Regions from separate parts of the Danio rerio genome. Here region 2 is linked to region 1. The links are chromatin contacts, called in public Hi-C maps. All regions are on one chromosome and are shown on one strand. Each heading gives the region's core, a stretch centred on a gene start, on an enhancer-like site or on the middle of the called end of the contact. The rest is flanking DNA. Distances are from core to core; before and after follow the strand shown.

The links. A called contact is a pair of places that touch in the nucleus more often than the background predicts.
Region 2: a contact with region 1 is called in a Hi-C map of hematopoietic stem cells, with 2.0 times the contacts expected there. The contact joins two enhancer-like sites. A contact is called at or near these places in 3 of 18 Hi-C or Micro-C datasets (caudal fin, hematopoietic stem cells and an unstated tissue).

What each region holds. Positions count from the first base shown.
Region 1 is chr4:6,763,491-6,769,113 of GRCz12tu, reverse strand. It overlaps a transcript of mdfic not described here. Among named protein-coding and RNA genes, the nearest start is that of mdfic, 80 kb to the left of the region's middle. Within about 2 kb of position 2,648, at least 9 of the 62 cell types and tissues checked have an H3K27ac peak or open chromatin away from gene starts, as enhancers often do.
Region 2 is chr4:6,965,188-6,970,810 of GRCz12tu, reverse strand. foxp2 (forkhead box P2) reads left to right here. Exons shown (of 19, transcript NM_001030082.3): 4 at 479-656. The coding sequence starts at 489. Among named protein-coding and RNA genes, the nearest start is that of si:ch211-262n1.5, 11 kb to the left of the region's middle. Within about 2 kb of position 2,555, at least 23 of the 62 cell types and tissues checked have an H3K27ac peak or open chromatin away from gene starts, as enhancers often do.

The DNA of each region.
Region 1 (5,623 bases), core at 1,399-3,898:
TGTTTTTGTTTGTTTTCCCTAAAATAATCCTGGAATGGCTACATACATTTAAACTAAGTTTTGGCTGTTAGAGTAAATTGCACATAAATGAGACCTGCACAAAAAATGACCCACCTGAAAAAAAAACAAAAAAACATCCTGGCTTTTGAACAAAAAGGCCATTTATAATCACCCAAAATGCTGACTTCTTTCTTAATAGATCTCTATTCATTTTCAAATGAGTTGATTAGCCAGCACAATGTCAGTGGATTCAGGGGCCCATTACACATTTATGACAGTAAATTACTGTACATTTACAATCCAAATGAAATTTCACGAGAGTTGATATTGAGGGGGGGACAAAACCCTGTGTGTGTTTCCGTCTCCTCTTCATTTGGTGTGGCTGTAAAAAGCATCACCTCAGCGCCCCCTGTGCTCAGTAGACGAACTGCTGCCAACCAAAGCTGCTGTATTTTTAAAGAAGTGCTCATTTACATCTATGCTCATTCAGTGTGCATGTTCATTAAATATGTTCAAACATTACAGAGAGGCGTAATGAAGAGCCCACCTCAGCCGAAAAAAAGATCTGTAGAAATAGATTCTGTTTGAGTACAAGCAGGTACGCTAGATCTGGAAGTTCATGTTGTGCTGCACACGGATCCTTTAATCCCAAAGTGCCACTCTGTCTTTTTATTATAATTAGTGTTTTTTTTAGTCAAGTGTTATATGATAAACTGGGTCACACTGTTGCTTTTTTATTTTATTTTAATTTATTTTATTTTATTTTATTTTTGCCTATCAGCTCTATTTCATGCAGTTTATCAGGTCTCACCTAATCATATATATATATTTAAAGAAATATAATAATAAACCTTTACTTTACTTTACTTGGCATTTCTGTTGTCAAAAGGATAAGGATTGCTCATATGTAATACAAAATATACTTGAATATATGATGAAATCTGAAAAAATGTAATACAATATTTTAGATTTATTTAGTATATTAGTACCTTTGCATAACAGCGCATGCCAGATTAAAAAAAAAATGCAGTACAGTATGTTAGATATTTTAATAAGTATAATATGGATAAGTACATTTTAAAAAAGTATATTTATTTCAACACAAATAAGATTGTTTCTCTGAATTATCTCGCTCATATTTTTTGTTAACATTTTAATTTGAAGTCACACAGATTTTTAAATTATATTCATTTTTATTTCTGTAATTTATCTATAGTTTTATTTTAGTCTGTGATAGATAACTCAGGATATTTCACTTGCCAAAATAGTTTTTTTTTTTTAAGTTTTTTTTTATTTAATCTAATTTATTTTATCTTATTTTATTTTACTCGGATCAACCCACAAACATATAAAATACATAATAACTGATTACATTTTAAAATAAATTATACCTGTAATTCTTCTCAGGAGGGCCAGAACATCCATTAAGAAATGGTAGTGAGGGCGGCGTCCACAACACCCCATCCACCTCGCCCCACGCAATTCACTTCGCGAACCTTCCATACTTTCGTCCACGCATAACGCCACCCTCCCCGACTCCCCCAAGCGCAATTTACTTCGCGAAACCTTCCGTACTTTCGTCCACGAATAACGCCACCCTCCCCGACTCCCCTAAGTCCAATTCACTTCGCAAACCTTCCGTACTTTCGTCCACAAATAACGCCACCCTTCCCGACTCCCCCAAGCGCAATTCACTTTGCCAACTGGTCACTTCCATTTTCTCTTTTGGGTTGAGGGCGCTGTGATGGTCGTTTGCCTTGAGCGCCATGTTCACCTTGCTCTGGCCCTGCTCCTCAAATGAAAACATGTGCCAGACACATTACTGTAAATGTAAATAAACTTCTACAGGTCAATATAAGCACATTACTTTCTTTCTAAATACATACAAAAAAAAATAAATACAAAATAACTATAAAATAAATTAGTTTTTCTAACCGAGGACAGAAGATTATTTCACCCATACAGTTTTAGTCAAAATTATTAGCCCTCCTTTTCTCAAATATTTCCCAAATGATGTTTAACAGAGCAAGGAATTTTTCACAGTATTTCTTTAGTTCTTTAGTATTTTTCTTCTTTTGGAGAAAGTCTTATTTGTTTTATTTCGGCTAGAATAAAAGCAGTTCTTAATTTTTTAAAAAACATTTTAAGGTCAAAATTATTAGCCCCTTAGAGCAATATATAGTATTTAATTGTCTATAGAATAAGCCGTCATTTTACAATGACTTGCCTAATTTCCCAAACTTGCCTAGTTAACCTAGTTAAGCCTTTAAATGTCACTTTAAGCTGTATAAAGTGTCTCGAAAAACGTCTTGTAAAATATTATGCACCTTCATCATGCAAAGATAAAAGTTATTATGATTGAGTAAATAAAACTAATGTGTTAAAGAAAATCTTCTCTCTGTTGAACAGAAATTGGAGAAAATATATAGGAGGGCTAATAATTCTTCAACTGTATATGGACATGTTTCCACAAGTGCTATGAAACATGAAAGTAGCCGCTCTGTTTGGACTCCCTTCGTTCTCCATCTATCAGTTTGTCAAATGAGCGGTGACGTGCATTAGTATAATCAGGGGCAAGTTTTAGTTGTAATGCGATCTTTAAGGAGCGAGTCGGAGCGGGGCAAACTCGCGCTTGTGCTGCTCGTCCCGCTGCTCTTCGCCTCTAAATTATTCATCATCCAATCAATCATCTTCTCTTTGTTTTGGACCCCAGTGCAGGAGATGAAACGGCAGACTGCCAGAGCTGTTTTTCTTCATCTGAGGTCTGGAAAACATGATCTACTCAGATTACACTCACCCCCAAAACACACACCTCCAGTGCCCACGTGCTTCTAGGAGAAACACACACACACACACACACACACACACACACACACACACACACACACACACACACACACACACACACACACACACACACACACACACACACTTATACGCTCCTGTGTCCTGCTTCTGTATACAGGACAATGGTGTATCTAAGGGATAAATAGATTTTGTTCAGTAGGATGCGTAGGAAGATATGCTAACTACACTGAAAAAGGATATTGCGAACAATTCATATGTGCTGAATATAAACAAACATATTAACTTTAGTAATGTTCAACTTCATTTGTTTGCTTACATTCAGCCAATATACATTATTTAGAACCACTTACCTCAAAAACATTTAATAAATCCAATGATTTTTTTTCAGTGTACTTTTATTTTTACCATATTTATTTATTTATTTATTTATTTATTTATTTATTTATTTATTTATTTATTTATTTATTATTTAATTTACAGTTCAGTTATATGTTTATATATATCAGTTATATGTTTATATATATTTATATTTTAGTATGTATTTTACTAAATATTTTAGTTCAAGTTTTACATGTACATGTTAATGTAAAAATTAATTAAAATATTTAGTCATATACACAAAAAATACATACACATCAATTTTAGATTTATTGTTATTTAACTTCGTTTTTTTCTGATAGTTGCGCTTAACTAACAATAAATATTAGCTATGTGAATAATCATTATAATAAATATGACTGTTAGTTTATTATTAATCTTATTTGTTATTTATTATTAGATTTAATTGATTATAGTGAATTATGCATTTTTTATTTTATTATTCATTTCTATTTATATATATTTTTTTATAATATATTTATTTATTTAATATTTTTTATTCATTTATTTTACAATTCCGTTTTTTAAAATATATTTTAGCATGTGTTTTACCAATTATTAATTACATTTTACATTTTCATGTTAATGTTTACATTTATTATCTTCATGGTTATTTTTATATTTTTGGTTATTGTGTACTTGATTTTTTTATTAGAACTTGAATAATTTTATAATTGATTCTATAGTTAATTTTTAAATGTATTTTAATATGATTTAATATTTAAGATGTATTTCTTTTATTGTTTAATTATTCATTTTTATATTTATTATTATTTAGTTGAGTTAATTTTTGCAAAATAGTTGCAATAAATTATTAGCAATTGTAAATGATAATTATAATAAGCATGACTATTAGTTTATTATTAATCTTATTTATTATTTATTATTAGATTTATTTTAATTGTAAGGAATAATGCAGTTTGTATTTAATTATTAATTTATATTTATATATAAATTAAATAAATATATATAATATAAATACATAAATAATTAGTTTTTATATATATATATATATATATATATATATATATATATATATATATATATATATATATATATATTTGTATATATTTTAATAATTACAAATATAATAATTTGTAATAATTTTAGAATTGATTTTATTGTTAAGTTTTAGAAGTTTTTTTGAAATATTTAATTTTAGTTATTTTATTTTATATTATATTTTTTATTTATTAATTTTTTCATTTATTATGAATTAATTTAGTTTAGTTTTGTTATTAGTTGCATTTAATTAACAATGCATTATTAGTAATTATGAATAATAAATAAAATCAGCATGACTATTAGTTTATTAATAATCTTATTTATTATTATTATTTTTAAGAGAACTATGCATTTTTTATTTTATTATAAATTTATATATATTTGTAATTTTATATTATATTTATTAAAGTAATAGAATTTTTATTTAACAGTTTATTAAGTTATATATGTATATATATAAAACTGGGCATAAAACACAAAATTATTAGCCATAGTGAATATTAATTATAATAAGCATGACTATTGGTTAGTTAATAAAGGTATTATTAATATGTATTTATTTACTGATATTTATTGTGTTTTATTTGTTTATTTTTAAAGTATCTTTAATAATTTATGTCTTAATTTGGATTTCATCTTTATTTTCTTTTATTTTTATAGAATTATAATTATATCATTATTTTATTCTTTGTGAATAATTAACTATTTTATTCATTTTTATGATTCTTTAATTTTCAAGTTTATTTAAGTTATTTTTATTACATTTAACCTATTTTTATTAGATTGTTTTCAGATTGTCTCTTGCAACTACTACTGAAATACTTTGAGGTGAAGACATTAAATTATTTGGAAGTACTGAAAAAGGCTCACAACACAACTGTCATCACCTTTAACAACTTTAACAAAACCTTCATCACCCTAAAGCATCATCTAAAAAAACAAAAAAAAAATAAAAAAACATGCACACCCCTTCAATCAATCATTGCAATGTAATAGTAGAAAATCTTATACAAAATAATAGATTAGACTAGATAATAGACTCGATCTCTATTATTTATACAACATATCTTCTAATCTAAAACTCTTCTATCTGTTCAGGACACCCTTAAAAATAAAGAAAAAAATGCATCAAAAAAGATCTACTACTGTATTTTGACCATCTTCCCTGCTTCTTACAGCATGTAAACAGCATTAAATCAGCAGCTGACTAAACACCAAAGCCAGGTTTGTGTATTCGTTGTGTAGTCTCAGATGGACATGTCGCTGCGTGCGTAATAAAAGCAGATCTATCAGCTGAACACAGAGAAGCCGAGAAAGAGCCGTCTGCGTCTTCAAACCCGCGTGGGAGTGGAGCACTAATAGGGGGAAATGTGTTGGACAAGTGATTTGAAGATCCCGGCAGGTGATGCAGTGTCTCTTTTCTGTTTGATAC
Region 2 (5,623 bases), core at 1,306-3,805, 200 kb before region 1:
AAATAAACAAATAAATAAACAACATATCTGTTGTGACATTTATCCAGGTAAAAATGAACATGCTCAACAAACACAATTTTAAAAGCATGCATGAAATTAAATAAATAACATTAATATGTTTATAACACACTTTGTAACATTCATACGAATCAGCATGGACAAAAAAAAAACCCAAGCCAAAAACAAACAAACAAACAAACAAACAAACAGAATAAATAAATAAAAGCCATCAAGCATCTCTTTGTATTGCCTCATTTACACAGCGAATGCATAATTCCCCCCCTCCCCCCTGGTAAATGCTTTAATTTGCAAACGGAGCAGGGCTTGATAATGGAAAGCTTTTTTTTTTCCTCCACTCTCGCCCCCAGTTTTCCTTTTTCTTTTTTTTTTTAAACCCCCCCCCCCTATTTTTTTTTTAGGAGGCAACTAAAGGGGATTGTAACAAGAGCCTTAACCGGTGCCTCTTAATCACTTCTAGGTATTAAGTCATGATGCAGGAGTCGGCCAATGAGACAATAAGCAACAGTTCAATGAGTCAAAATGGAATGAGCAGCCTAAGCAGCCAATTAGATGCTGGCAGTAGAGATGGAAGATCAAGTGGGGAGACGAGCAGTGAAGTAAGCGCAGTCGAGCTGCTGCATCTGCAACAACAGCAGGTAAGTTGCGTCTCTCTCCCCCCCGTCCGTTTGTCATCCGCCGCGCTCCGTCTCTCTCTCTCCCTTTCTCTCTCTCTCTCTCACTCTCTCTCTATCGCTGGCATTCACACAAGGCTCAGCAGGCAGCTTTTTTTGACTGACACCCTTCAGCTGTGTGCATTTTATAGACAGGACTCTGGACAGTTGTATTGCTTTGAGGGCATTTTGTGCTGCTTATTTATTGTTTACTTTGTTTGTTTTGGGTGTGAAACTTCATTTTGTGTACTTTTTGGGTTGTTTAGAGTGACTTTATTTGGAGTGAGTTATTTGATTTTGTTTTATGTTGGTGGTGGTGGTGGTTCAATGCAAGTGTTGTGGTTTGTGAGTGTGAAACACGGAGGTTTGCCGGTTGTTTGTGGCCACTAGAGGGCCTCCTTATTTGATTTCCCCACACTTGCACTGCTTATTCGCTTTAAAAGCCAATGCATGTGTTTTTCTTTTCATTTATATGTGCGGAGGGACTGTGTGCTTGATTGTTTGTGACTTTGCGAGGGCTGTATGTACAGTATGTATGTGTGTGTGTGTGTGTGTGTGTATGGCGGTACAGTGAATGATGGGTTTGACAGCTCTCCAAAAGAGCAGCATGAGAGGTCAGGCTGAGCTCACGGAGAGTCTGCAGGCGCTGTGGAGTGTGTGTATGTGTGTGTTCACTTATTCACTCACAAGTGTGTCACTCTATGAGAGTGTGTGTGGAAACAGGATTGCAGATTCCTCGGGCATCGTTAGCTTTATTTTCAAGGATTTTCATAACAGTTTTAAGCAGTTTTTTTTTTGTTTTGGTTGTCGTGAATGTTTATAAATATCTGAATTACTTATTAGTTAAACTAAATATTGTTAAAGATGACTGGTTTTATTTATGTATTATTTATTTAATGTTTTATTCTTTGATTACATCCATTCGTGATTTTATTTATTATTATTGTTTTTGTGTGTTTTGTTTTGGGTTTTCAGTTTATATTCGTGCAGTTATTATATTTATATTTATTTGTTGTGCCTTTTTGTATTATTTAGGTGTCTTGCAAATGTTTACACAACTTAAATAAAGGCAAAGTAATAACAAATGTTTAGGTTTGATGTGTTTTTTAACATATTTATAATTAAAATTGACATTATATTTTGCAATTTGCCATCTAATATTTGAAATTATATGTAATTTGTTAACATTTTCATGTTTTTTTTTTTTTGATGCAACATCAATGTTTACACTCATAAAATACTTAAAAGTAGACATAACAATTCCAAAATTGTTGATTTAAAAATTGTTGTTGACGTCTATTTGTAGAGTACTTTAAATTATTTTTAAGTATTTGTAATTATTTGTAAGTTTTTAGTTAAATTTTTAGTTGTTTTCTTAAATATAAATTTTATAGCAAATTTTATACTTAATTATTTTAGACCATAAATAAAGAATTTCTAAAGTAATAATTTTAATGAAATTAATAAGGAATATTATTTTCTTTTTGCATTTTAATGCATTTTTTATTTTTATTATGCATTTTAATACAAGTGTTTTAATTTATATTTAACTTTTATAACGTTTACATGTTTATTTTTTGGTTGCTATATACATTTTTACACTAAAATTCTCATTTCCAAATAGGCAAAAAAATTATAATTTTAACAGATTTTAATCATTTGAACATTTATTTGATAATATTTTTATTAAACTTTTTTTTTTTTATCATCGTGAAGTTTCTATCTCTAACACCAGCTCTTTTTATTGTGTATGTGTGTATGTGTAACTGAGCGTCTCAGTCCTGGTTGGCAGCAGCTGAAAGCAGCCCGTGGGCCTGTGTGTTTGCACCAGGCTCAGTTCAGCAGACTGAAGTGTGTCCCGCGGCTCTTTGTGGCCCCAGCGTACAAACGCACCCCCTCCCCTCCCCATCATCCACCCTCTCCAGCTGGTGATTACAGGCTCACCCCCATCTCCTCCATTCATCATCACTTCTCTCTCACACGCGTCTGATTGAGGTCAAACCCCTCCCGCTTTCTCATTACTGACTCCTGTTTTAACCTGCACTCTTCACTGGCTGTGTGTGTGTATATGTGTGTGAAATGGAGATCTGTTTGTGTCTTTAAAAGTGTTTCTGTCAACTTGAGCCAGAGCACGTTTTGATTGTTCATGTTGGTTTATGATATTATTATTATTATTATTATTATTATTATTATTATTATTATTATTATTATTATTATTATTATTATATTTATTTTAAACATTTTAAAATGTTCAAATACAGAATTAAAATTTTAAATACCTGTTTTCCATATATTTATACATATTCATGGATTTGCTTTTGTAATCATACAATAGTTTAAACAAATTGAAATATAGTATTATTATTGTTATTATTATTATTATTTTTAAATTATTATTATTATTAATAATATTAGTCTAATATCATTATAACTATTAATATTATAATTATTATTACAATTTATTTTAAACATAATAAAATGTATTATTAAATAATAAAACATTTATTAATAATAATAAATAATAATAAAAAAGAATTTAAATACAGAATTGTTTTATATTAAAAATATGTATTAAAATATTTTTTTTTTTCATTTATTCATGCATGTTCAAGGATTCATTTTTGTAATCATATAGTCATTGGTGTAAACAAATATAATTAGAAATGTTAAAATAAAAGCACAATTATTATGAAAATTTATAAACATTACAAACTTCCTTATATTTTGAATGTGTATATATATTTAATATAAAATAAAAAGCATTGCAAGTTGTCATTGTCCCAAGTACAGTACAATCAGGGGTCACCACAGCAGAATGAACCACCAACTTATCCAGCATATGTTTGACACAGCGGATGCCCTTCCAGTCACTAGGAAAATTATTATTATTATTTTTTTTAAATTAATGTATTTCTATATTTAATAACAATTAATGTTAATTTAAATTACTTATAAAATAAATAAACAATAACACTTCTATTGATAAATAAATTACAACTACTACTATTAATATAAAAATAATATTACTAACAATTATAATAAGTATTTATTTAGTTTTTATTATTAATAATAATAATAATAATAATAATAATAACAATAATATAATAATAATAATAATAATAATGATAGTATTATGATCATTGTTAATATGTTACTATATTTAATAGTAAGTATTGTTAGTTTAAATGATTTTTTAATTAAATAAACAAATAAATAAGAAATACCTTTATTAATAAATAAATTACCACTACTTTTAATAAAAAATCATAATAACAATATAATTATCATTATTTATTTACTAATTTGTATTATTATTATTATTAGTAGTAGTATTATTTACTATATTTATTAATAATTATTGTTTAAATTACTTATAAAGTAAATAAACAAATAAATAAGCAATTCTACATTCCTTAATAAATAAATTACTACTACTACTACTATTGATAAAAAAAAAAATAATAATAATAATAATATTATTATTATTATTAAATTTTATTATTATTATTATAACAAATGCATGTGTTTTTGTCAAGTTAACGTCACATTCTTATTTTTATCAATGCCATTGTTACTGGAAAATAATTGTTAGTAGCATCACTCATGTACAGCTGCATATCGCTTGGTGTTATCTGCGTGTAGATAATCCGCAGTAAGAGTGTAAGAAAAGGGCAGTGTAAGCAGAAAGAGTGAAGAGACAGAGATAAGTGCCATACAGACAGTGGAGAGACTGACAGTGTTTCACTTCCAGAGACGCAGACAGACACGTTGAAATGAGTGGACCAGCTAACAGGCCTCCGGAGGCTTTTTAAAGAGAGGCCAGGTGCTGTTAACTTCACACACTTTCTGCACAATACACACTCTTGCGCATGCACACACGGCACAGTCAAGAGAATTCCTGCACAAATGCCTAATAACCACCTGGATTTCTGGCTTTCAGGCTTACAGGACTCTGAAAATAATCGTAATTGTACTAGTTTGTTAACTAGCATGTCTGTGCATTATTAAACACAGAGAATTTAGAAAACTGCATTGTGATTTATTTGTTTTATTTTACCAATTGTGCAGTTTTTTTAGAGCAGGGGACTAAATGTTGCTATAAAACCATAATAATAGTATCATGTTTTAATGTTTAAATGCACTGTATATTGCTAATTGACACATTTTCCTTTACCAGCATCAGTCATGTTGGTAAAATCATAAATTTTATGGATAATAAGCTTTTAAATTTACAGTTTGTACATTTTTTTAGGTCTACAGGCTAAGCTAAATAATATACTGTCTCAAAGTACTGAAAATTGTTCTTTCATTTTTAAAAATGGCAATTTTGAAGCTTTGGCAACAAAATAAAAGCCTGTTAACTAAAAATATACTCATTTTTGCTTAAATACAAGTGGAATTCAATGGCGGTATTGAGATACTGACATTTTAAACAATTTATAAAACAATTAATGGAAGTTAATTCGTGAAACAATAACATTTGAATAAAAATTTTACTTTTGTATGCCAAAATGCATGTTGTTTACATTTATATTTGCAAAATGATCACAAAAAAATCTCCATAAAGTCAAAAAGGCTAGAATCTCCATAATGATGCACAAGAATTCAGATTAAAGGTCATACTTTACTTTAAGGTTGTGTTAATTAATGTATGTACTAACATGAACTAATAATGAACAATACTTGTAAAACATTTAATCATAGTTCCACATTTACTAATGGATTGTTAACATCCAATTTCATGCTTTACTAACATGAACAAATACTGTAATCAATGCATTATTTATTGTTTGTTCATGTTAGTAAATGCATCACCTAACATTAGCTAATACAAACTTATTGTAAAGTCTTACCAGATTAAATTATTAAGGAACTAAATTAATGTATAGAGCATTATATTGTCTCCCAACATTCTCAGAGACACTTGCAAAACATCACCTCTCCATAAGGAC